Regions from separate parts of the Mus musculus genome. Here all the other regions are linked to region 2. The links are chromatin contacts, called in public ChIA-PET and HiChIP or PLAC-seq maps. All regions are on one chromosome and are shown on one strand. The core of a region is the stretch at or near the end of the contact, and the rest is flanking DNA. Distances in the headings are between cores, read along the strand shown.

What was found. ChIA-PET counts read pairs in DNA pulled down with a chosen protein or histone mark. HiChIP or PLAC-seq counts read pairs in DNA pulled down with a chosen protein or histone mark.
Region 1: a contact with region 2 is called in an RNA polymerase II ChIA-PET map of memory CD8 T cells, with 3 times the contacts expected there. The contact joins the promoter of Rad52 here to the enhancer-like site in region 2. A contact is called at or near these places in 2 of 39 promoter capture datasets (both in liver) and 3 of 115 datasets of contacts at active chromatin or transcription factors (double positive thymocytes, effector CD8 T cells and memory CD8 T cells).
Region 3: a FOXA1 HiChIP or PLAC-seq map of pancreatic cancer cells shows a contact between it and region 2. The contact joins two enhancer-like sites. A contact is called at or near these places in 2 of 115 datasets of contacts at active chromatin or transcription factors (microglia and pancreatic cancer cells).
Region 4: a contact with region 2 is called in a FOXA1 HiChIP or PLAC-seq map of pancreatic cancer cells. The contact joins two enhancer-like sites. A contact is called at or near these places in 1 of 39 promoter capture datasets (stem cell-derived epiblast-like cells) and 3 of 115 datasets of contacts at active chromatin or transcription factors (large pre-B cells, microglia and pancreatic cancer cells).

What each region holds. Positions count from the first base shown.
Region 1 is chr6:119,897,855-119,904,072 of GRCm38.p6, reverse strand. It overlaps Rad52 (RAD52 homolog, DNA repair protein), which reads right to left and starts at 1,375. Exons shown (of 12, transcript NM_001166381.1): 1 at 1,238-1,375.
Region 2 is chr6:120,469,456-120,475,520 of GRCm38.p6, reverse strand. Il17ra (interleukin 17 receptor A) reads right to left here. Exons shown (of 13, transcript NM_008359.2): 2 at 3,405-3,429; 3 at 2,449-2,595; 4 at 1,655-1,767; 5 at 1,105-1,231; 6 at 245-292; 7 at 1-65. Among named protein-coding and RNA genes, the nearest start is that of Il17ra, 9.3 kb to the right of the region's middle. Within about 2 kb of position 4,685, at least 154 of the 459 cell types and tissues checked have an H3K27ac peak or open chromatin away from gene starts, as enhancers often do. A contact at or near this core is called in double positive thymocytes, effector CD8 T cells, liver and 2 more, where this site is marked.
Region 3 is chr6:121,014,201-121,019,893 of GRCm38.p6, reverse strand. The region is part of intron 16 of Mical3 (microtubule associated monooxygenase, calponin and LIM domain containing 3); the gene reads left to right. Among named protein-coding and RNA genes, the nearest start is that of Gm4651, 47 kb to the left of the region's middle. Within about 2 kb of position 2,188, at least 81 of the 459 cell types and tissues checked have an H3K27ac peak or open chromatin away from gene starts, as enhancers often do. A contact at or near this core is called in pancreatic cancer cells, where this site is marked.
Region 4 is chr6:121,097,433-121,102,898 of GRCm38.p6, reverse strand. The region is part of intron 1 of Mical3 (microtubule associated monooxygenase, calponin and LIM domain containing 3); the gene reads left to right. Among named protein-coding and RNA genes, the nearest start is that of Mical3, 31 kb to the left of the region's middle. Within about 2 kb of position 1,473, at least 40 of the 459 cell types and tissues checked have an H3K27ac peak or open chromatin away from gene starts, as enhancers often do. A contact at or near this core is called in pancreatic cancer cells, where this site is marked.

The DNA of each region.
Region 1 (6,218 bases), core at 126-2,625, 570 kb after region 2:
AAAAAAAAAAATTAATGTTTGTATTATATAAGTATGTGTGTTTTGCCTGCATGCTTATCTGTGCACCACAAGTACTGAAGAAGGTATCCCTTATAACTAGAGATATAGACAGTTGTAAGCCACCATGTGAGTGGTGGGAATTGAACCCAGGTCCTTGGGAAGAGCAGCAGCCAGTTTTTTAAATAAAATATAATTCACATCATTTCCTCTCTCTCTCCTCCAATCCCTCATATCCCTCTCTCAACTTCATAGCCTTTTTCTGTTTTGTTTTACACAGACAACAGAGACATACATATATGAATAAATAAATATAACCCCTAAGTCTGTTTAATGTAGCATGTACATGTACAATTTTAGGGCTGATCACTTGGTACTGGGTAATCCATTAGGGGGTTCATCTCTGGGAAAGCCATTCTCCCTTTCTGACAGTCATTAATTGCGTATAGCTCTTCATCTAAGGGCGGGGCCCTTTAAGACCCCTCCCCCAATCCAAGTTGGCATGTCAACTGGTGCTGTTAATTGTCCAGGTCTTATTAAAGAAGCAATATTGAGATGGCCATGTAGGGGAATCAGCCTAGATGACCATCAACTTAATCAACTGATGGATAATTCAAACGAGATACAAACATCGGAACTTTATTCTGCGGAACAGATCCCACCGAAACCCACACAAAGTACTGTATTTCATACAAGTGAAACAGGTTCACTGACAAAGCAGACGGGGGTCCTAGGATGACGGGAAAAGTGAGAGGGAGAGCTAACTGTGGCTTCTGGATTTATTTAGGAGTGATGAAAATGTTATGGAATTCGATGTTGCTAGGGGTTACACAACCCCCAAGCATATGAGTAACCAGAGAACTGTACACCCCCGAGGAGTGAATTTAACCGTACTAATGCACGCTTCGTTTTTCAAAGTCCAGAAAGGCTACCCTGAATGTCAAACTCCTCAAGTCCACAGTTTCTTCTCAGCCCCACCGACTCCCTCCGACTTCACCCTGTCCTAGACAGTCCTGTTAACAGTCAGCGCGCGTGTCGCACGGTGCTCCCGAGCACGCGGTCAGCAACCCCGGACCAGGCGCCTCCCTCCAGATCCAGCGCAACCGTGGGGGCTTCAGGGCTCGGCCTCCCCGGTGGAGACGCCCCCGTGCCGGGCGTGTCCAGCAGCCGCCCGAATCCGAAAGGCCCCACGCTCCCCGACCCCGCTAGAACCACCCCGGCGAGGACCGTCCTCACTCACGCGCTTCGGAACGCGGTGCACGCAGGAGCTCGGTCCGGGTGCCTGCCGGGAAGCCGGAGAGGGCCTCGCAGAAGGAATGGAGACTCTGCAAGCTCAGAGTCCTCGCCCAAAGAAAAACAGAAGGAAAGGCCGTAAGTCAAGTCAGAAGGCGCCGAGAGCCGCAAAGCAGGCTGTCGCAAATCAAGTCGCGAACTGGAAGCGGCGGAGGACTCAGCATCCTGAGCGCTCTTGGGCTGTTATCTCACCGCCCGCGGCGATCAGCCTTCCCGCAGCCGCAGCAAGCCGCTTCGGTTTCCGTAGGCGCCCTGCGAGGGTCCCTGGTGTGACCCGGCTGGGTGACGCCCGGAGCCAACCTCTCCTCGGTGTGCTTTTAAACTCTGAGACCCTGGCAGCCAGTGGGATTTCCCCTGAAATTCAACCGGAACTAACTGGATGACAGTTACACTTTAGGCATCACTCCAAGTTAAACACAGACTGATCTCAGTTTATGATGTTTTCTGCTTTACAACAGATCTACGTCTCCAATGTGTAGTTTATATACTGAGAACTTTTTGTTTTTAATGGTCAGGCCTTCAGATTGTTGCAATTTAACCAATTCATTATATGGCCACTATATCCAGGATCTTTCGTGTTTTCCTAGATGGTTGACTTAACTAATCTTCCCAGAAACACGGAGTCAGATGCAGTTAATAAATAAATCGAAAGTCCTTTAGCACATTGTAGGGTCCATACTGACAAGACCAAGATAACAGGACAATGACACTAGCTACAAGAGAAACTCAGAATTCTGTTTCTGGAATTAGCTGGTCACTCAACTTGCCCATTACTTGCACAAAAAGGAAAGACTCTTTCTCAGGGCAGTGGTGGCCACATCTTTAATCCCAGCACCCAGGAGACAGGGGCAGGCAGATGTCTTGAGTTCGAGGATGCTACACAGAGAAACTCTGTCTCGAAGAAAAGAAAAACATCATTTGAAACTGTGCTACTGGCCGATGCAAGAGTACCAAATTTCCATTCTGGTGGCACAGACCTGTAACTCAAACTACTGGGGAAGCTGAGATAGGAGAATCCCAAAATCAAGGACAGCCTGGGCTTAAAACCTGTCTAGGTAAAAAGAGGGTTGGCATTATAGCTTAGTAGTAGGACTCTTGCCTGGCATGTAGGAAGTAATGGACTCAATCCCAACGACAGGGGAGGAGAACCTGAACATCTACGGCTACAGAGATCGCTCCACAGTTTAAGAGCACGTACTATTTCAGAGAACCTGAGTTAGGTTCCCCACATCCAAATTAGGGGACTCACAACTACCTGTAACTACAGTTCAAGGGGACCCAGTGCTCTCTTCTGGCCTCTGAAGGCACCGTAAACATACGACACTCATTTGCCCAGACACACAAAACATGTATACATATAAATAAAAACAAATCTTTTTTAAAAAAATAGACTATTAATCTGTTATCCGTGCGCCTCAGAACGTGGTGCTTGCAGGAGCTTGGCCCCGGGTGCCTGCAGGAGCTTGGCCCCGGGTGCCTGCAGGGAAGCCGAAGTGGGCCTCGCAGAAGAGATGGAGACTCTGCAAGCTCAGGGGACGCAGGGAAGAGGGCCATCAGGTTTGTACTGAGCCATGTGGCTGAACCCCTTTCCTTTTATAATTACTTATGTTAAACATCTTTTTATATTTTGGATATCATATAGCCGCCCAAATCCAAAGGGCCTCATGCTCCGAGACCCCACTGAGACCACAATGAAGACGCAGCACAAGATGGCGCACACCTTTAATTTCAGCACTCAGAGGGCAGACACAAATGAAAATCAACTTGGTCTACATAAGGAGTTGCAAGACAGCCAGTGCTACACTATAGAGAAACTCTGTCTCAACAAAACAAAACCACTAAGGACGGGCTGGTGAGTTTACTCAGTGGTTAAGAGAAATTGTTGCTCTTGCAGAGCATCTGGGGTTAGATTCCCAGCACCCACATGGCAGCTCACAACCATCTGTAACTCCAGGTCCAGGGGCTCTGATGCCTGCTTCTGGCATTCTTGGGCACGTAGTGCATACATACATGAAGGTAAGATGTTCATACCCATACATCTAAATGTTCATACCCATACATCTAAATGTTCATACCCATACACCTAAAAAAGAATGGGGGCAAAGGGGCTGCTTTACCTAGCTCAGCAAATCAACAAAAAACTTGCTTTTTTTCTCTATTCAGAGAACAATCTCTCAGTGTTGTCTCTCTGCGGCTCCAGTCAAACTGGGGCAATTCATTTCAAAGTTCCAAAAATGCCTTGCCTATCTGTTGGCAAAGGTTGGCTAGGGTTCCATTTCCCTGCCCAACAGTCTCATCTCTGCCGGCACAACACACACTTTGGTTTTCTTTCCAGGTCTTACCTGATAGCCCAAGCTGGCCTTGAACTCACTGTGTAGCTAAGATTGAGCCCGGGCTGCTTACTGACCCTTCTGGCTTCAGTTCCCAAGTCCTAGAGTGAGAGGTGTGCAGCCCCTGCTTTCTTCCTGATGAGGACTGGACACAGTACTTCGTGTGTGCTAGGCAAGCACTGTACCAACTACATCTCCACTCCTCATATGTGTTTGGGGTTTAGTTTCGCACATGCAGTGAGTGTGAATGCACCCACACATGCAGGAGGTTACGTATAACTTTGTGGAATTGGGGGGTCTCCTTCTGCCACGTGGATTCTGGGAACAAACTCAGGTGTTCAGGCTTGGCAGCATAGCACTGAGCCAGCCTGCAAGGCCTCTGTGTGTGTGTGTGTGTGTGTGTGTGTGTGTGTGTGTGTGTGTGTGTGTGTGTGTGTTTGATGACTATTCTAACAAGATTGTGAGATAGTAGTTCCCCATGGTTTTGGTGAGCATTGTCTTTCTTTTTTAAGATAATGTGCATGTGTGTACATGGTATGTGTATGGTGCATGTGCGCCACTGTGTGCATGGGTGCCATTGCCTGCATGTGAAGGTCTAGAAACCAACTCTCTGGAGTCTGCTTTCTTTTTCCATCTTTAGGTTCCAGGGATTGAACGCAGGTCATCAGGTTTGCACTGAGCCATGTGGCTGAACCCCCTTCCTTTTATAATTACTGATGTTAAACATCTTTTCATATTTTGGATATCATATATCTTATTTGGGTCCTTTCCCTATCTTTCTATCTACCTATCTACCTATCTATCCATCTATCCATCTATCCATCTATCCATCTATCCATCTATCCATCTATCCATCTATCCATCTATCTATCTATCTATCTATCTATCTATCTATCTATCTATCTATCTATCGGTTTTTCATACAGAGTTTCTGTATAGCCATGACCATCCTGGAACTAGCTCTGGCCTTGAACTCAAGAGTTTCACCTGCCTCTGCCTCCCGAGTGATGGGATCGAAGGTGTGGTTACCCCCACCCAGCATTATTGTCATTTTTTGACAAGCTCTCTTTCTGTAACCAGGGCTGGCTTCACTGTCCTTCCTGCCGCTCTTTCTCTGGGCCCTGCTTGCCTCTGCGGCCTGAGTGCTAGGATAGTGGCTGTGAGCCACGGCACTTGATTATTTTCCCCTTCTTAGTATAGGGATATTTGGGTTTATTTGATGTCATAAGAGTTACTTTTTTGTTGTTGTTGTTGTTGTTGTTGTTTGTTTGTTTTTCAAGACAGGGTTTCTCTGTTTAGCCCTGGCTGTCCTGGAACTCACTCTGTAGACCAGGCTAGCCTCAAACTCAGAAATCCGCCTGCCTCTGCCTCCTAAGTGCTGGGATTAAAGGGGTGCCACTACTGCCCAGAGGCTGTTTCTTTTTTTTTATCTTGAAGCTTTTTAGGTTAGTACTCTGCTTGTCCTGTTGTGCCTCTGGTTTTACATGTAGAGAAAAATCATTGCTAACCAAAAGTCATAAGGAAATGTGTGTGTTGGTCTGAGTTTCTCATTTGTTTTGCTTTTTAACTCAGGCCAGCCTCAAACTTGTCCTCCTGCCTCAACTTCCCAAAGTAGTTAGGATTGCAGGGTGCATGGCCAACCACCATGCCTGGCTTTTACTTTCACCTTTTGTTGTTGTTGTTGTTTTGTTTTGTTTTGTTTTTCTCCCCCCCCCAACAGCCTTCCCTTCTACCTCTTGCTCCAGCCCCTGCTCTCTCTGGGCCCTGCTCGCTCCGGCCCTGCTCGCTCTGGCCCTTCCTTCTTCTCTTTTCTTTTTAAGACAGAAGCTTTTCTGCACCCCAAGCTTTCCTGGAACTCAGCATGGCTCAGTACAGCCCTAAACTCACACTTCTCTTGTCCCTACCTACAGAGCATGGGAAATTACTTTATTTATTATTGCACTGTAGGAAGATAGTCTGATTTTACTCTCTCACCTGGGAATATCCATTTTCCCGACACCATGTATCATGGAGACTATCCCTTTCTCACACATTCTTGGGACTATTGGTCAAATGACATTTGACCAACATGCAGGGGGTTATTTCTGGGCCATTTCCAAAGGGGCTTCATGAGCAGACATTTCTCTGGGAGTTTACGGAGTCTGGCCCTGTGAGATGTTACTGTTTTCTCCTAGGCCTCCTTTTGCTTTGATGGCATTGATAATTAATTTCCAAGGCCATTATTTTCACATTGTAGAAACCTTTAATTTTCCTTTTGCATTTCTCAAAAGCTTGCTGCTTATGACATACTAGAAGTCAGGCTGCCGGATGCTACTGTTAAATTAACAATGACTCATTTTGTAAATCTTTAATAACAACAGTTCTTAAGGGGTGCTAACTCTTGTTCCAAGGCGGTAAACACTGTGTATAATTCATTTAATCCTCATGCTTTATAACAAACTCGTGGGGTAACCCAGTGAGATGCCATGATCACCGACTGAAAGATGCTGCCCCTCTTAATACTTATCATTATTTATTTACTACCAAGGAAGAAAATGAAAGTCAGGCATGGTAGTTCCTGTTTCTAATCCCAGCATTTATGAGACTGAAGGACAAAGA
Region 2 (6,065 bases), core at 3,436-5,935:
GAAGTCCACTCGCAGATGCTGTGTGTCCAAGGTCTCCACAGTGATGTTGGGATCCCAAAGGCTGCCTGCCAAGGGCGCACAGTGCAGGTTGGAAGTGAGGGGAGGTACGTGTGCCTACGTGGGCATGTGTGTATGGGCCAGTACACAATTGTACACATACCCAACTTTACTAAGTGCAAGTTAAAGTTACTGAGTGCGAGTTACAGTAGTGCCCAGGTCAAGGTCTCCTAGGTCAGCCAGTTACCTGAGCTCACGCATGAGGTAGTCATCTTCATCTTGCTGTCCTCACAGTCTGCCGACCCCAATAAGAGAGAAATTGGTAAGTCTCTGCCTTTAGGAAATTTGTTCGTACAGATTTTGGTGCTTTTGTTTTGGTTTTTGAGACAGGGTCACTCTACATAGCCCTGGCTGTCCTGGAGCTCACTATAGACCAGGCTGTCCTCAAACTCACAAGGATTCACCTGCTTCTGCCTCCTAAACGCTGGGATTAAAGGTGTGAGCCATCACACCCAGCCTGTTCTTACAGACTTTTTACACAGTAGGGGAGGGGGGCAGAGCAAGACTGTTATGCATCTGGGGAGGCTGTTCCAAGACACACCTTCACAGCCTGTTCCAGGGCTAGCTACCTGCCCCTGGCCAGAGATCCCATCAAATTGGGGCAACCTGGCTGGCAGTGACAGCCTCTTCTTTTAGGAGTCCCTCCTGACTCAAGCATATTCCTCCTGAGTTCAGAGCTTGCTTCATGTAACCAGAGATTCCTGGTTTACTCCAGTTTTCTCCCATATATATATTTTCTTTTATTCTTGTTTTCTTTTCCTTTTTTCTGTAAAACTGTGGATCAAACCCAGACAAGCACCTTGCCACTGAGCACTTGAGATGGAAGCTACTTTTCTGCACAGATGGAGAGAATCTTCTTGCCAACACACTCTGGGGTCTCTCCATACAACAGAGGACAAATAGCCTTCGAGACATAAAGGCCTCGGCTGGAGGCACAGCAGCCCCTGGGTCTGCAGCCACTGTGAAGCAGAGTTAGCCTCTGCTGTTTGAGCCCCTGCTGCTTCACCCAGAGCCCAGTACCAAGTGGCTGCTTGGAAGGGCACTTACCAGGCACAAAGATGATCTTGGATTTGTGGTTTGGGTCCCCATCAGGGATGGGCTTCGGCAGGTGGTGAACAGTCACTTCATACTCCTGGCCAGGATCTACCACAAAGTGGCTGAAGGAAAACCGCCACTGAGGAAGAGAGGCAATGGGATGGTCATACAACGCCCTCCGCCACTGTGTACCAAGTCCCAATGTCACACCTCTATCAGCCAACAAGCAGACAAACAAAAGGACAACCACAGAGTCCTACATTAGAGGCACACTATCTTTGTCCTTTCTGTCTGTTTAAAAATTCTACCAGTAGATGGCCATGCCATTCACATATGCGTGCACGCACGCACACACGCACGTACGCACACACTCTCGAGAATGAACCAGCCTCATTGAGAGCTTTGGTCAAGTGGGAGGAATAATAGGAAGCAGGTGTGCCGGGCTCTGCCCCTCACTATGGCTCACATCTTGAACTCACCCTTTCAGTTAGGTGTGCCTTTGGGACAAGAAGCCTGTACTGGTGTCACTTAGGAACACAGTGCAGTGAGGCTGTCATCTTACCCGCTTACGGTGATGCTGCAGCATGGACAGAAACTGGAACTTGACACACAGCCGCTCATTGGTGTTCAGCTGCAGGACGGACAGCTCTGCACCCTCGAGGTACAGGATGCTGGCTGCAGGCCAGGAAGGAAAGGGGACACAGATGCAGACCAACCCCCTGCCAGGGTGTGTCTCTTCCCCATCTGCCCTGTTACCTAACTCCCCACTTCCCCCCTCCTAGGCCTTGCAGAAAGTACCTCCTAGTGGGACAAGAGACAGTCTATAGCAGGAAGCAGCAAAGATTCTGCAACCATGTGGTCAGAGCCCTGGCCACAGGGCAAAGTGCTAACAGCAGCTACGCTCACCCTCCCAGTGGGAGGCTGCTGGAGTCATCGAGAGCACCAGCTAGGGACCCACAGAGAGCACCTGCTGTTGCCCCTTCACAGATCTGGGGCTGGCTGTGTTCAGAAATTCTGCAGCTAATCACCCCTAAGGAGGTCCGGAATGTGTTTTGAAAAGTTCTGGCTCCTAAGCTAAGAGAAAATCAGAGAGAAAACCGCTATCATTTTTTCTACCAAATATTTGGAATTATTTGTAAAATTAACCACTTGCCTTTTTCTTCCTGTGTAATAAAAAGTTGATGCAAGGGAAGGCCTTTCATAAAGACAGTGTGAACAGAAGACACTCTGTGGGCACACATCTAACACTGGAAAAGTTCTCCTTGGATAAACAATGGAGCCTTCCAGTACCAAACAGAAGCAGCAGTGGTCTCCTCCCAAGGGCAAACCCAGGCGCTGGCAGATGTGGCCACTCACCATCTGTCTGCAGGGTCCACTCAACATGCAACACAGGGACTAATTCTCCGTGCTGGGTAGAGGAAACACTAAGATTGATATAGATGTTTTTTGGGGAAGACGGGGTCAGGTTTTTGGGGTGGATCCAGCTGTCATCCAGACAAGTACCTGTTGAGGAGAACAACTATCAGACCTGCAGTCAAGACCCTAAGATCTGCTTAGAGGGTCCAGAGACCTGCTATGAGTTTCAACTTGGTTCAAGGGCTGCAGCTGTTCTCAACCTTCCAGCTGTGGCCGTGGCAATCTCTCAGCCAGCCTGCTCTTTTCTAATGCTGGTCTGGGATGCTCCCAGAGCTCTGCGGACAAAGAACCAAGGAATGTTTGGGGAGAAGGGTTTTGAAAAGAGGCAGCCATTGGAAATGGGGGCACAGGAGGGAGGGGCGCAGTGAGAGCTTCCGCCTTTTTATTTGTCACGGCTCCTAATTAGCACTGACATTTGAAGTATGTGCCTCAGCCTTAAAACAAAGGCAGGGGCTGGGATTGTGGCTCAGAGGTGAGAGCTTGTCTGCTCAGACTGAGAGAATGGGTTCTATATCCAGCATAGGGAAAATCTTCCCAGAGACAAAAGCCAAACAGGCAAACAAACAAATAAACCACCACCAACAACAACAAAAACCCCAAGCCAAGCCAGCACCACTGATGCTGTGACAAGCTGAAAGGGACAGGCATAGTTAGATGCACTAGGGTACCACCCCTGGCAACATCCAAAACCCAGATGGCAGAGGGGGAATGACTGCATTTTGCATAATGAATGAAGGTTTTCCTCATGGAGCACAGATGCCTATAACGAAGATGGCCCAGCTGACGGTGGCAACCCCCATCCAGAGCTCAGCCCACAGGAGGCTGCCCTGTGAAGTCAGTGGGAGGCCCTCACTGTATTAACTGAGGCAATAAGTGAAACAAAAAAGAGGACTTACTATTCTTGACTCTGCAGCTCAGCCCCTGTGGGAAGAAAGGAAGTGTTGATTACCGATGAGAAGGGCCAGGCTCCCAGTGGCCCCGCTGCCTGGCAGGCCCCTGAGAGCGGTTCACACAGTCCCTGTCTCCCTCCCAGCTCACTTTTGGGAGCTGCTCTGCTGCCAAGTAGTCAAAAGTCTTCTGCACTTTTGTTCCTCTTTGTCCAGCAGAGGAGGTGAGTGGTGGGCAGACAGCAAACAGAACTGGAGGCGTTTTATCTTTGGGAGAGGGCGCATCTTTGGGGGACAGAATATCCTAGACTTGGCTGACCTTGAATTCACAGAGAACAGCTTGTCTCCACTACCCTGATTGCCGGAACTAAAGGCATGAGCTGCCAAGCAAAGCTAGACTTGGAGGCTTTCTGAATAACTGTTATGGGCTGGGAATTGAAACAATAAAAAGAAATAATAATAAAAACAAAAACAAACTACAAAACAGAGAGGGTGTCTGGAAAAGAAGGTCTTAAAATTCCAAGGTTTCTAATTTTCCTCAGAGGTGAAGCATCAAATTTATAAACTTGTTAGGAAAAGTTTAAATAACTGTTCTGCCCCCCCACACACACACCATATACCACACACACACCACAACACCACACATATGCGCCACACACACACACACACACACACACACACACACACACACAGAGCCCTGGTTGAATCACCACCTTACTCAAAGCCTCAATTTCTTCAACATAAAATCAGAGTAGTTGGGCTAGAAAGATGGCCCAGTGGTTAAGAGCACTGACTGCTCTTCTGAAGGTCCTGAGCTCAAATCCCAGCAACCACATAGAGGCCCACAACCATCTGTAATGAGATTTGACACCCTCTTCTGGTGTGTCTGAAGACAGTGATATAGATATAAAAATAAATAAATCTTTAGGCCGGAGAGAGCAGAGCCGACCAGAGCAAGTGGGGTCAACCAGAGCGAGCAGAGGTCCTGAATTCAAATTCCCAGCAACCACATGATAGCTCACAACCATCAGTACAGCTAACAGTGTACTCATACATACATAAAATAAATAAATCTTTTTTAAAAAATCAGAATACTCTAACACCAACTTCACACTATTGCTGGAAATTAAACTAACCACAGGAGTAAAGACGCAGGGCAGGAAGTGGATATGGGAGATGATGAAACAGACCTTCACTTCTCACTTCTGCTTCACAAACACTGTAAACACTGGGCTGGTGTTCTCAGACTGGCCATCAGTTTAGGAAATGCCACAGAACTCTGACTTAGTCATGAAACCCTGACTCATTATGCATAGTTCACTGGCAACACTGCCAATCTCTGTCACAAGTGATAGGGGACATCCTCTAGAGCTGGAATCTGGGACTCTAAGGAGTGACTGTCACTGCTGGCAAGATAGCAAGGAAGCTCTGGAATTCAAGTTCTGTGACTTCCAGGCCTGAACTACCCAGATTGGCCCACACCATCCCATGAAGCTGATGTGCAGCAGAGGCAAGGCCTGGATGACGGGTGCACAGTACCGCACTGTGTCTAGGATGGACACTGATTGACAGCTGTCTCTCCAGAGGGAGCAGAGTGCAGGACTCGGCGATGTGATGCCTCAGGGTTCATTCATAAAATAGGCCACAGGATGATATCATGCCAGGATCCATTCTGAGCCTACTATTTCATCTGTGTCCTTCCTACCTGTTTGGGGCACCAGTTCACATGCTCTTGGGGTCCAGACTTCACGTACGTCTCCCAGTTCTTTGTGACTAACTGTCCTTCACTGCCCTGGGCTAACATCACAGCCTGCCAAATGGTCCTTGCAGGTGTAAAACAAGACCTATCTCGATGTCTCTGCTCGTTCCCACAGACACACAGCATACCATGTTCTGAGATTAAGTCCTACAAGCCTGCTCCTCTCTTCCCATCCAGCACTCCTGTGAACTGGGACACAGGACAGAAACTGCTCCTGGGACTGGGACTCTTACAGAAACAACAGCAGCTATACTGCATTTGGGGGACTCCCTCTTTCTTACCCATCAGAAGCTACTTAAAATCCAGGGCAAGATGCTACCTATCCTGACAAGAGGAGGAAGTGGGAGGGGTTTGGAAACACTTGGCTGACTAGCTTGCTACAACTGACAGAAATAGCTTGATACTTCAAGCCCTACAGTTTCAGTCTTGCTTGTTAATAGTTGGATGTGTGATCATCTGTGAAGGGGAGAGGGGAGTAACTACCAGAAAAATGTTTATCAAAGTGCATCTCTTGCCTCACTAGAGACAACAGCTGCCTTGCTGTAACAACAGGAAGCTGAAAATCAAACCATGATACAAATGTAATGGGAAAGCAGAGATCTGGAGCAAGTGATGTTTCCTCTATTACCCGGGGTGAGTAAAAAGGCACACTGCGAAAACATAGGTGTCAAAAGAAACAAACAAGTCCATTATAAGTGCCTGCCTTTGGGGAGCAGGCTTGAGTGTGACTTAGGGAGCTGTTTTAAATATCCCAGTACAATTTTAAAAAAGGAATCCCTACATTACTTAATAAAAACGAATTTAAAGAGCTGGAGAGATGGCTCAGCAGTTAAGAGCACTGTCTGCTCTACCAGAGGTCCTGAGTTCAACTCCCAGCTACCACATGTTGGCTCACAACCATCTATATTGGG
Region 3 (5,693 bases), core at 939-3,438, 550 kb before region 2:
AGATGTGTGTCTGTCCTCCACAGGTACTTTTCCGTGTCTTCTATCTTAATGTATTTTATTTTGCTTTGTCTCCATGTCCTGCCCCCACTCCCACGTGGCCTGTGTGTGTCATAGCCAACACAAGAGCGTGGGGTCAGCCAGCCGTCCTGCTACCTGCCAAAGCAGGGTCGCCCTGCTCCCATCCCCCAGTGGAAACAGGTAAAGGAATTGCTGGGGTCTAGAACGGGCTGCCACTGGCCTTTCACCTCATCCCTGCTCCTGGCCCACCTTGAAAGCCTAGCTCACCAGGGCAGGAAGACACTGGACTGTGAGTGGTGACTTTGGGAAACATTTGGCAGACGGTGTTGGTCTGATTCTGTGGCTGTATTAACTCCCTGGGATTTGAGGAGCGTCCAGGAAGGCTGTTGACTTGGTATTGAAGGCAGCTGGAATGATGTGGGGACTTGTCAGGGTATGGCCTTGAGCCCTTGGGTCAAGGTCTTTGCTGCTGTAGCATTGCTCCCAAATTGGCTTTTTAGTAGCCCATCTCCGGGTGACCTTTGTCCTTTGTGAGAACTGGAGAAGCAAGGTGTTTGGTTTGAGGCAGGAAATATGGAACTAGCCTTGAGTTAGGCGTTTGTTTTTTTCAGACCTATACAAAATGTTCAAGGGTGGTTCCCCACCCACCTTAGGATTCTGTCCTCATGTTTTGGTGAGGTACTTGGGAGCTGTGACGGTGGCTCAGTGGCAGAGCATTAATGAGACCCTGGGTTCCATCCTTTGTACCACCCCAAAACAAATAAAACACCCCTTCTCAGGAACTCCTGGAGCCCACTCATGGGCAGAAGGGAAGACTAGTCGGTCTGAGGGAAGTGTCGGCCGTTTGTTCCCCAGCGTCACAGTTGAACAGTTTGTCGCTGGGGTTGGGAGCCATGCTGGATGAGTTTTCAAGTAACAGGTGTCACATCACTCACGTGGGCGCTGAGGTGATGTGAGCTGGGTTCTGTTAGCCTCTCCCTGGGCCAGCCTCACCAGCTCTACTGCTAGGAAGCGCTGAGTGGGGTGTTACTGAAATTGCATTTGGAAGAAAATGCTTCTTTCTAACTTCATAATCCTCCACGTGGAAGACAGGGCCCAGGGAGGGAGAAGGAAAATGCCGGAGCGGTGCGCACACTCACAACAGAAGGTAATCTTCCTGCCTCAGTAGGAACCGCTTCATAGAGGGAGGCCTTCTGAAGGATGTCATCAAGAGTTCGTGTTTTAAATTCTTTTGTCCTTTGCTTGAAGCCGTGATGGAAGGGAATAGGTGAATCCTAACCCAGAGTTTGGAATTGTAAAGTCTTACCCTTCCTGGAAAAGGCTGAGGTTTTAGAACAAAAGAACAGAAGAGGAAGGTCTGGTGTCACCTGGGACATGGGTGGCTCTGTGTGCAGTCTGGGCTGGTGCAGCTATGTTGGTTGTGCCGGGAAGGAGGGGACAGCGTATGTGGCTCAGAGTCTGCTGGCTGGGTCTTGGCCTCTGTCCTGGTGAGGACAGACCTGGCAGCTTGGAAGGTCACCAGGCACCTGGTTCTATGCCGGCTTCTCATGGAGCCCAGTAGCCAGCAGCATTGTGACAGGTCCCATGTAGGGACTGCTTTTGGTTGTTGTTGCTGTCTCTTGGACTTGTCATCCGGCCCCTTACTGTCACCATCAGGTTAGTTAGAAGAAAGCCTTGGGCAGATGAGAAGAGCCTTGGTGACCATGAACAGTGAAACCACTTTAGATCATCAGGCCTTTAGGCTACACTGAATCATGAATTACACAGTGCCCACAGTAGTGACGGTGACACACTGTACCTCACACTCTGTCCCTTCGAATACACACATTCATCATTTGCAACTCTGACAAATGGGCTTGGCCCTCTAATTGTGGCTATCTCCTGAAAGCTAGAGATGTGTCCAGAGAATTGGGGACTCCGAGCAAGGGGTGCCTGGGCCACTGCTGGCTGGCCACTCATCTCCAACAGGCTGGACAGCACTGTGACTCACTGTGTGTCTCTTGAAGTGGTTCTCCTCTAAGGCAGGAGGTGTGGCAGGCGTGGCATTCCTTGGCAGAGTTGGCCCGAGAACCTGTTCCAACTTAGGTCATCGTGTGGAAGGGAGAAAATGGGCAACAGCTCTGCTTGCCAGTGGCTGCGTGCCGCGCTTTCCAGCATAAACACTGCAGCTCGTCCTTTGCCCTCCCTTTCCTTTTGATCTCAGGAGTACATCCTGCAGACAGACGGCCCATGGGCCAGCCTAGCTTTGGGAGCAGATTGTCGTGTGAGGTGGGAACACAGAGTGGAGATGTTTTTCTGATCTTACAGCTGCCACACCTCCCCACCCCGCCCTCCTCCCAGTACAGCAGTCTGTACAGGAAGCTGAGAATCTCCTGGAAAGTACCAGAGAGGCCCGGGGTAGTGTGTGCTTGTTTCTCAAATGGCTGAGAAGCCTCTCTGAGAACCGTGGACCGACCCACGAAGAAGGGCGTATGTGGTACAGGCAGGATGAGGATGAGCTGGCAATTAATCTGTAGAGCCTCTTGGCTGGCATTTCTTTGTAGTTTTTGGAACTGTTAGATGTGAGTGAAGGGCTTAAGGCATTGATGGAGCGTGGCCACAGGAGGCTTTAGTGGGAATGTGCTTTGCTGCAGTGTGACCTGGTGTGCATATGTCATATGAGATCCCATAGGGGTCATCTACCTTTTCCATCTGCTTACGATCAGGCCCATTTTGGGGTGCCCCTCTTTCCTGATAAAACCCTTGACCCTTGACATTACAGAGCATTACACCAAGGTTTCCCCAGTTCTTCGGTTACCTAGGCCACCTTTGTTTGAGGCTCTGGTCCAAGATGAAAAACAAGAGACTTGATAAATCACCCTGAACACAGAGTTAGGTGCTATGGAGGGTGGTCAAGGAAGGGGCCTCTTGGGATGCTTTGCACATATGTAAATGTTCCTCATCTCTGCCAGGAACAGTCTCCACCCAGGCCCTGTTTCAATCATGTTCTTTCTGTTTGTGTCTGTTGGTGTAAAAGCGACGGGAAAAGGAGCGCTCTCGGACCTGCCCCAAAAAAGTGATCACTCTCTCTCCTACCCCTACTCCACCTTCCTGCCGGGCGTGCAGTGGCCAGCAGGTGACCCTCTGCATGTTCTATGTCCTGTCTGTCCTACCACCTACACTATGAATGTAGGGATCAGCTCAGTAGCCACTCTTTTCAGGGATAAGTTTTTAAAAGATGACTTGTAGCAAAAAAAAAAAAAAAAAAGAAAAAGAAAAGGAAAAAAAAAACAACCTTCGTTGTTACAAGCGAACAGTTCCTATCGGGACCCCAGATGAGAGCCCTGTGTATTCAAATCCTGCATGTTCTGTTCTAGCCCCTATCATGGGAGGACAGCCGTACACCAAAGCATAAACTATATTCATCTCAGATCCAACATCCGTAAGGTCCAAGAGGCACACATTTTTGTAGGACCTCACTTAGAGTAGCCCTGTTTCTTTTGCTGCCTGATGTACTATAGTTAAGATGTGCACAAGAGACAAGAGAGCTTCGTGTGGCCTCCCTGCATGGGGTTGGCTCCTCCTGATACTGACAGCCTGCTCTCTGGCTTATACAGTTTCTTCTAACCAACCCAGCCACCCATTCACGCTCCAAGCAGATGGTTAAAGCATTTGAAAGCCACCAGATACTTGTGGCTGTTGACCGCACAATCTCACATTCAGGGTGGACACACCTATACCGTATGCACACAGAATGGCTTGCTGACCTTTGAGCTGAAACCCTATAAAATAAATTTTAAAAAGCCACTTCTGAGGGCAGGATCTGTGACAGGATATTTTCATAACGAAGGTAGCCTACCTCAAAAGTAACCACTAACGACGCATCTGGTTTTCCAGGCCTTCCTCCTCCCGCCCCTGGGCCTAAGAACTGAGCCGTGCTAGCCTCTGTGACTGCCCAGTGCCTCCTCTTAATAAGGGCTCACAGCCGGGCGTGGCGCACAGCTTTAATCCCAGCACTCGGGAGGCAGAGGCAGGCGGATTTCTGAGTTCGAGGCCAGCCTGGTCTACAGAGTGAGTTCCAGGACAGTCAGGGTTACACAGAGAAACCCTGTCTCAAAAACAAACAAACAAACAAACAAACAAACAAAAAGGGCTCACAGTTTGAGCATTTGTTCTGCTCCTCAGTCACTCAGTCAGTCCCCACAGTAACTGTGGGGCAGGTCCCACCACCATCTCCAATTTGCACTCTGAGGTGTAGGGTGGAGAGGCCAAGGAGTTATGCAAGAGGACAGGTGAGCAATGTCCTGGAACCGAGCGGGAGCCAGAGGCTGGTGCTGGGCTCATGCTGCCTGTGGCAGTGTGGCATCGGCACTGGATGAGGTCAGACCCCAGACACTAGCATCCACTTCCCAAGGATGGACATCTCAAGTTACCTTGAGTGGACAGTGTGGTCCTCCTGTCCCCACAGTTGCCACCTCAGCTCACTGAGGCAGCCTTGTGCCTGTCCTAAGATTTCCCATGATCCTCTGCATTAACTGAGAGTGCCACCAGGCTCCACATACCTCTCCCCTCAGTAACCCGAGCCCCGCTCCCCTGTTCCTATTCAAGGCCTGCTCCCCACTCCAGAGTCTCCTCTGCGCTCTGTAAAGGTCCTTTGCTCATCCGGTGTCCTCTCCCCACCTTTCTTGCTGTGGAAAGCTTCCCTGCCAACCCTCCTCCCCTGAGCCTTTCACTGCACGCCTCCAATCTTATACCACTGTGCGAAACACACATCGTTCCACCTTTGTACTAACCACAGTGCTTGGCCTGTGTAGGGAGCCTCATTAGAGGCAGGTGGGCAGAAAATTGTCGCAGATCATGGAATTTGGTACCGGTGGGATTGTGGACAGCTGGTTAGGGAAGTCTCAGGCTGGGGGATATATATAAATGTGAACCCTGAATTCTTGCCTAAATCTCCCACTGTTACCGAGCTGGTCGGGATGGAGCTTAAGTTTTTATCTTGTTGCCAACAGATGTACAGGACTCTTCATGCTGACAGCCGTGGCAAGCAGGATCCCCACCTCAAGAGGGTAAAAGCATGAGCCTGTGGCACGGGGTGCTGAGAGCCCACCTTTGGGGCACGCTGTGTGGTGGGGCAGAGGGAAGGGAGCGTGGAGAAGAGCCCCTTCTCCTAGCTTTCTGCACACTTGTCACCCAGCCAAGAGCCAGAACTCTTTGCTAACAGCGTTGTCCCGCACGGTAGCATTCACGGCAGAGTGTCCATCTGCAAAGCATTCAGACTGGATGCTAACCCTGGTGCTTTCATTGTTGCAGTGGGCCGTAGAGACTTCCCATTTGTGTTCCTCTATCCCATGCCAAGACCTTATCACCTCTTCCCCTAGGGTAGCCAAAGGGCATTGGTCATCGGGGAGGAGTGGAAGAGCGGAGCCTCGGGACAGACAGGCAGTGGATGTGTCAGCCTCAGCTCCTGAAATAAAAGTACTAAGAAGAACTGAGGCTCTCGGGGGAAGAAGTCAGATAGGAAGATCAGGAAACGCAGCCCGAGGCAGGATGGGTACATAATGAAAAGCTATAGCTGATCTTTTCTAAAAAAAAAAACACAGGGATGTCTAAAATGAACTATCGTTCCATTTTTTTTTTCATTCAATGAATGTGGTGATGAAGCCCCTAGCCTACTTATTTTGTGAGGCTTTTTG
Region 4 (5,466 bases), core at 224-2,723, 630 kb before region 2:
AGATCCACTCTAGTGGAAATTTGCTTTTATATCCTGGAAACAAGTCAAGCATTCTGATCCCATGTGGTGAGCATGTTCGGGTCATACTGCTTATGAAGAGTTCTCTGTGGACAGCGATCCCAGAGAAGTGTTGGTGGGCTTAAAGGCGATCGTATGGAAATGTGCCCCTCCTCGTGCCTGTCTATATTTCTTGGCTGAAGTGGACTTTATCACAATAAAGGAATTTTGTGACATAATTCTTTCTCTAGGAAGGTGACATTTTGTTTGTATGTGACTTTCAAGCATTCTGATCTTCCACTGTTGGTACAAATGATGGCCTATCTCTGTTTTGGTTATGGCTTTTGAAACAGAGTCTTGCTGTGTGGCTAGGCTGGCCTTGAACTCAGCTCCCAGAGGCCTGGGATCACAGTGGGAGCCACCTCTCCTACTTGCCTGTCACTTTCGCTTGCTTTTACTTCTTTATGCTATGCCTATAAGCAGCCTCAGAGACAAAGAGGCCCCTGGACTTGGCCTCTGTAGCTTCCCTGCCTTGCTGGTGTGGCAGAGCTAGGTGCTGTCATGGACTGTCAGTCAGGGTGGATGCTGTGTTGGCAGGGGCTGGCTGGCCTGCCTTGTGCTCATGCACTATTCATTGGCACACCAGAAGTTGTCTGTACCGGCTTCTCCAATGGTGCTCACACACAGTTGCCTGCCTTTTCTCTTCCCAGGCTATTTTGCAAGCTCTTGTGGTCTCTAAAACACTTGAATGTATGCAGCAGGCAGGGCAACCAAGAGTGGCATAGATAGGTCCCCCACAGTAAAGGAGACCAAGGGATTTGGCTGAAAAGAAAAAAAAAGTTAGGCTGTGGGTTGGAAAGGGAACCCATCTCCTGGTGTCTACTTAGAAGTGTTTATGTTATGATCTTTTTTTCTCCTTACACTAACTATACATAGCCGTGTGATGTCCACTGAATGGGTTGGGAAGAAGGGCCTGAAGAAGCTAGGTGACCTGCCTGAGGACTCTCAGCTGATGCATAGTGGTTCTAACTCAGGAGTAGAGGTGCCAGCTTACGTGGTGGTAAAGAGCGTGCCTTCTGGAATCAGACTGGAGCATGTGACCTCATGTGTGTTCTGTAGCCTCCCTGGACTCGGTTTCCTTGTCAGGATCATTGGGGCAGGAAGGTGCCTGAGAGTCCTGCTTCGAGGTTACAGGCAGACACAATCCCACCAGGTACGTGGCAAGCACACAGTGGTCTTCTTGCCTGTGCCTTTGAAACTTGGAGTGTAGGCCTGGGGCTGTGGGTTTCCTCTCGGTTCGGGAACAGCATGTGTGGGTTCAGGCTGTGCAGTGAGCCAGGAATGGGTTTGTGTGCAGAATCTTGAATAAGAAACGTGCTTGAGCAAGGAGGAGCTCACCTGTCCCTGGGCCATCTATGGCTGTCCTTGGGCCATCCCTGGCTGTCCCGTCCAAGGTTGACTACCACCTGCTCCTGCTAATTGCCTCTCACTCCTGCTTGCTGTCTGATTACTGTCTGCCTTGTTCCTGTGACTCAGCATTCTCTGTCCTACTAGTAATCTTTTAAACTTCCTGAAATGATATATTCATTAACTTATGGATGGCACCGCTTGGCCTCGTCACTGTACTGGGTTGTGTGTCCGTGTTTGTGTGTGAGTGTGTATGTATGTGTGTATGTGTCTGTAAGTGTGTGTGAGTTGAGTGTGTGTGAGTATGTGTATATCTGGGAGTGTGTGTATGTGTGTGTGTATGAGTGTGTGTGTGTGTGTGTGTGTGTGTGTGTGTAAATACAAAAATGGTATGGGCCATTGATTGGGAAAACAAAGACAAAACAGCTCTAACTCGAGGAGAGCCAGCTTGGGCCCGGTGTTGGTTTAGAGTTTACAGGCATGGTCAGTTCTGCGTCATTTGAACTTCACAGGTGAGGACGTAGAAATAACCAGCATCCACCTTAGGACACTCAGGACATAAAAGAGAGATGCCTCCGCCTTGAACCTGGTCTACACTGACCCCTAGCCTACAAAGGTGTGATTCCTATGCATCCTAGGTCATTGAGAGGAGTATTTAGGTGAGAAGAGAGTACCCACCTCCCTTTTAAACCTTCAGTCTTCTTTATAGAAGTGTTTGCTCACTTAGTAATTTCAGCTTTTTTTCATACTTTTTTTTTGAGAATTTTGCACACTGTTTTGACCATAATCACCCCACCTCAACTCTTCCCATATCCCTATCCCCTTCCCTTTCCACCCAACCATGACCCCCCACCCCCATCTCCCATCAAGAACATCTGTACTGCACCATCTTCTCCCAGGGCTCAGGGATCATTGCTGGAGAAGGGGCAGAAAGAGTGTAAGAGCCAGAGAGGCTGTGAACAAATACAAGGAATACTGTCCTGCAGACACAGCAGGGCAGCAGCCCTTCCAGACCCACAGCAGCTGTGACAGCACGCGCACACGCACACGCTCCATGGGAGCTCAAGCCAGACCAAGTCCCGGCATAGCAAGGGGAGGTGGATGTGAAATCCCACCCCTAGCTCAGGAGCCATTGGATGTGATAGCTCCTGGGAAGAAGGACAGTTAAGAGTGTTGCCTCTGGTAGGTTGACCAGGCTCCAGCGTAAGGCCACATTGCCAAGAATGTATGGGCGACACAGAGAAGAGGGTATGCGATGCAAAGCAGTGGCTTAGAGTTGAGAGCGAGCCCAGGACATTATAGGCAGTGAGGGGGGCAGCCCTCCTCGCTGGTTGCTGAGCTCAGTACCAGTGAGTCTGAACCACTGTGGTAGGCTCTGCCTGGGTGCTTGGAGGTGAGTAAGATGCGTTTCTCTCCCTGTGGAATCTTGGTGTAGCCAGGGAGACAGACACACAAATAGATGACTCCCTTGCAGTGTGGTAAGAGCAAGAGCCGTGATGAGCGAGTGTAAATGTAGGTGCCATAGGAGCTGAGGAAAGGGAGCCAGGAGTTCTTCCCAGAGCCTTGAAAGGCAGGCTAGTGGCCAGCTGAGAAGAGCTTTCTAAAAGATGAGAGCAGCCATGAGCAAGCACACGGAGCCCGTCTGTCCCCAGGGCCTGGGTTTGCCTCATCGCACTCTATAGACAGTTTATGGAGGTGGGATTCGCCCTGAGTAACAGCGTGGAAATCATGTTGAAAGTCAGGTAAAGGGGGAGAGATGGGAGAGCAAGATTGTTGTGGAAGGAGTCACTTTCTGAAGGGAGCATTCTCATTTCTGGGAGCTGGGTGCTCTCTGGTGCAGCTCCTCCACTCTGTCTTTGTGACACTGTCTGACAGACTCTGACTGTCTCCAGATAGAGAGGCAACGACCCACTCAAGAAAGCTCTCTGTGTCGTCTTGGGAGTACACTGGGTTTACTATAGGAATATGGGTCATCTCAAAACAGTGGCATCACTATATAGTTCCATTTCAGTGTGGGTAATGGCCTCTCAAAAGCTGTCTCAGTAAAGCCCCCACCCCTGTCAACCTTCTGCTTCTGTACTGAGGTGATTTCCCACCACATGCAGCTGGGGCAGGACTGCATGTCACTGGGAGTCCCCCACTCCCACACCCATACCCAGAGACAGCCTTTCAGGAATATTGTGAAAGGTGTTGGAGATAATGCAGAGCCGGTGGGCATGGCTATAGGCCATTGACGCTGTAATTTATGAAATAGGAATTTTTATGTAACTTTCATCAATTATAGAATGAGTCTTGTCTGGGTTTCCCTCAATCCTTGAAATATATTTTAAAAAAAGCGTCTTACTTGGAGGTTGGATTTGGCCACTGGTTGGAGTTTGTCCACCCCCAGCAGTTGGTAATAATTCAGATGTAGCCCAGCAGAGGTGGCGCACACCTTCAATCCCAGCACTTGGGAGGCAGAGGCAGTCCGATCGCTGAGTTCAAGGCCAGCCTGGTCTATAGAGTGAATTCCAGACAGCCAAGACTATACAGAGAAACCCTGTCTAGGGAGTGGGGGTTGGGGAATCAGATGTAACATGACAAAGGACTGGGCCAGGATGTTGGCATTGAAGATAAAGAGGAAGGGACCTGATGCCAGAGACCCTTTGGAAAGAGGATTCTGATTAGATAGCAGGGAGGAGAGGGAGGAGCCCAGGCAAGGCAGGAGCTGCTGAGTAGGTGCTTCCGGACCCAATTGGTAAAGCTGGCTCTATTTCCATGTGCCAAGAGCATGTGCCACTGCTGGGGAAAGCCCAGGGGGAGCAGAGTCCTGTCTGTGCTGCCAGGTGCCTCTCTGACGTCACCCTGCGCATGCCTCCTTGCCTGTCAGCTTCTTTTGCTACCCTGGTTTTAGGTGCACTGCAAAATAGGACCTGCTGTAACTTGGTTGGGGCTGCCCTTGGAGTTATTTGGGGGGCGGGTCTTTTGTCAACGCTTCCCAGTCAGGAGAAGCCACAAGAGCAGCAAGCAGTAGAGAGTCCCACTGCCTGCTATCTAGATGTATGTATTAGATCTCATTGTTCCCGTTTGCTCCGGTTACTTTACCATTCATTGTGCCTCTCTATTCAAAATGCCTCAGTGCAGATTTATCAAAAGATAAGACAGTGCTCCTTGGCCACGGTACAGAGCGCTAGGGCACTTAGCATGGATGTGGAACTGTAGTCTGATTGTTTCTGACGCTACTGTGCCTCCCGTAGCTGTTCTTGCTAGATGGCTGCCATCCTCGGAGAGACGCTCATCACAGGAGTGGATGCTAACAATCCTAATGGCAGGATTGATTCTCCTGTATCCCACCTACTACTCACTGGTCCCGCCATGACAAGCAGCAGCCTAGAGGGAGGGTCACCTGCTATTACTGTCTTGAACTTGAGCGGTGGTTCCCCATCTTCCTAATGCTGCAACCCTTTAATACACGGCCTTTTATAGTGGTGACCCCCAGCTATAAAATTATCTTTGCTGCTACTTCATAACTAATTTTACTACTGTCGTGAATAATGATGTAGATTTCTGATAATCGACTCCATGGAGGTTGCGACACACAGACACACAGGTTGAGAACCGCTGAGTTCTCACATGGCTCCTGCTGTCGCTTCCCGCTTCGCCGGGATGCCACTCCATAGGGAACTATGTGCACCTGAGAGCTGGCGTAGTTTTCTCTGTTCTCTTTCATTGCATCTCAGTATGGAACATGATCTTCTCTAAGATGTGCCCTCTCCAGGCTTTGTCTGAGAAGCAGAAACTATCAGTAAGTGTCAGTAATTTGCTTTGGAAATAAAGTATGTGGGGGGCGGGATCCTAACATTTTGGACTTGGGCCAAAATGATTCTCTTTCTGCTACTTTAGATAGACCAAACCCAAGCTGGGCAGTGGTGGCACACGCCTTTAATCCCAGTTCTCTGGAGGTGGAGGCAGGTGGATCTCTTGAGCTCAAGGCCAGCCTGGTCTACACACACACACAGAAAGAGAGAGAGAGAGAGAGACAGACACGCACACAGACAGACAGACAGACAGACAGTGTTAGTT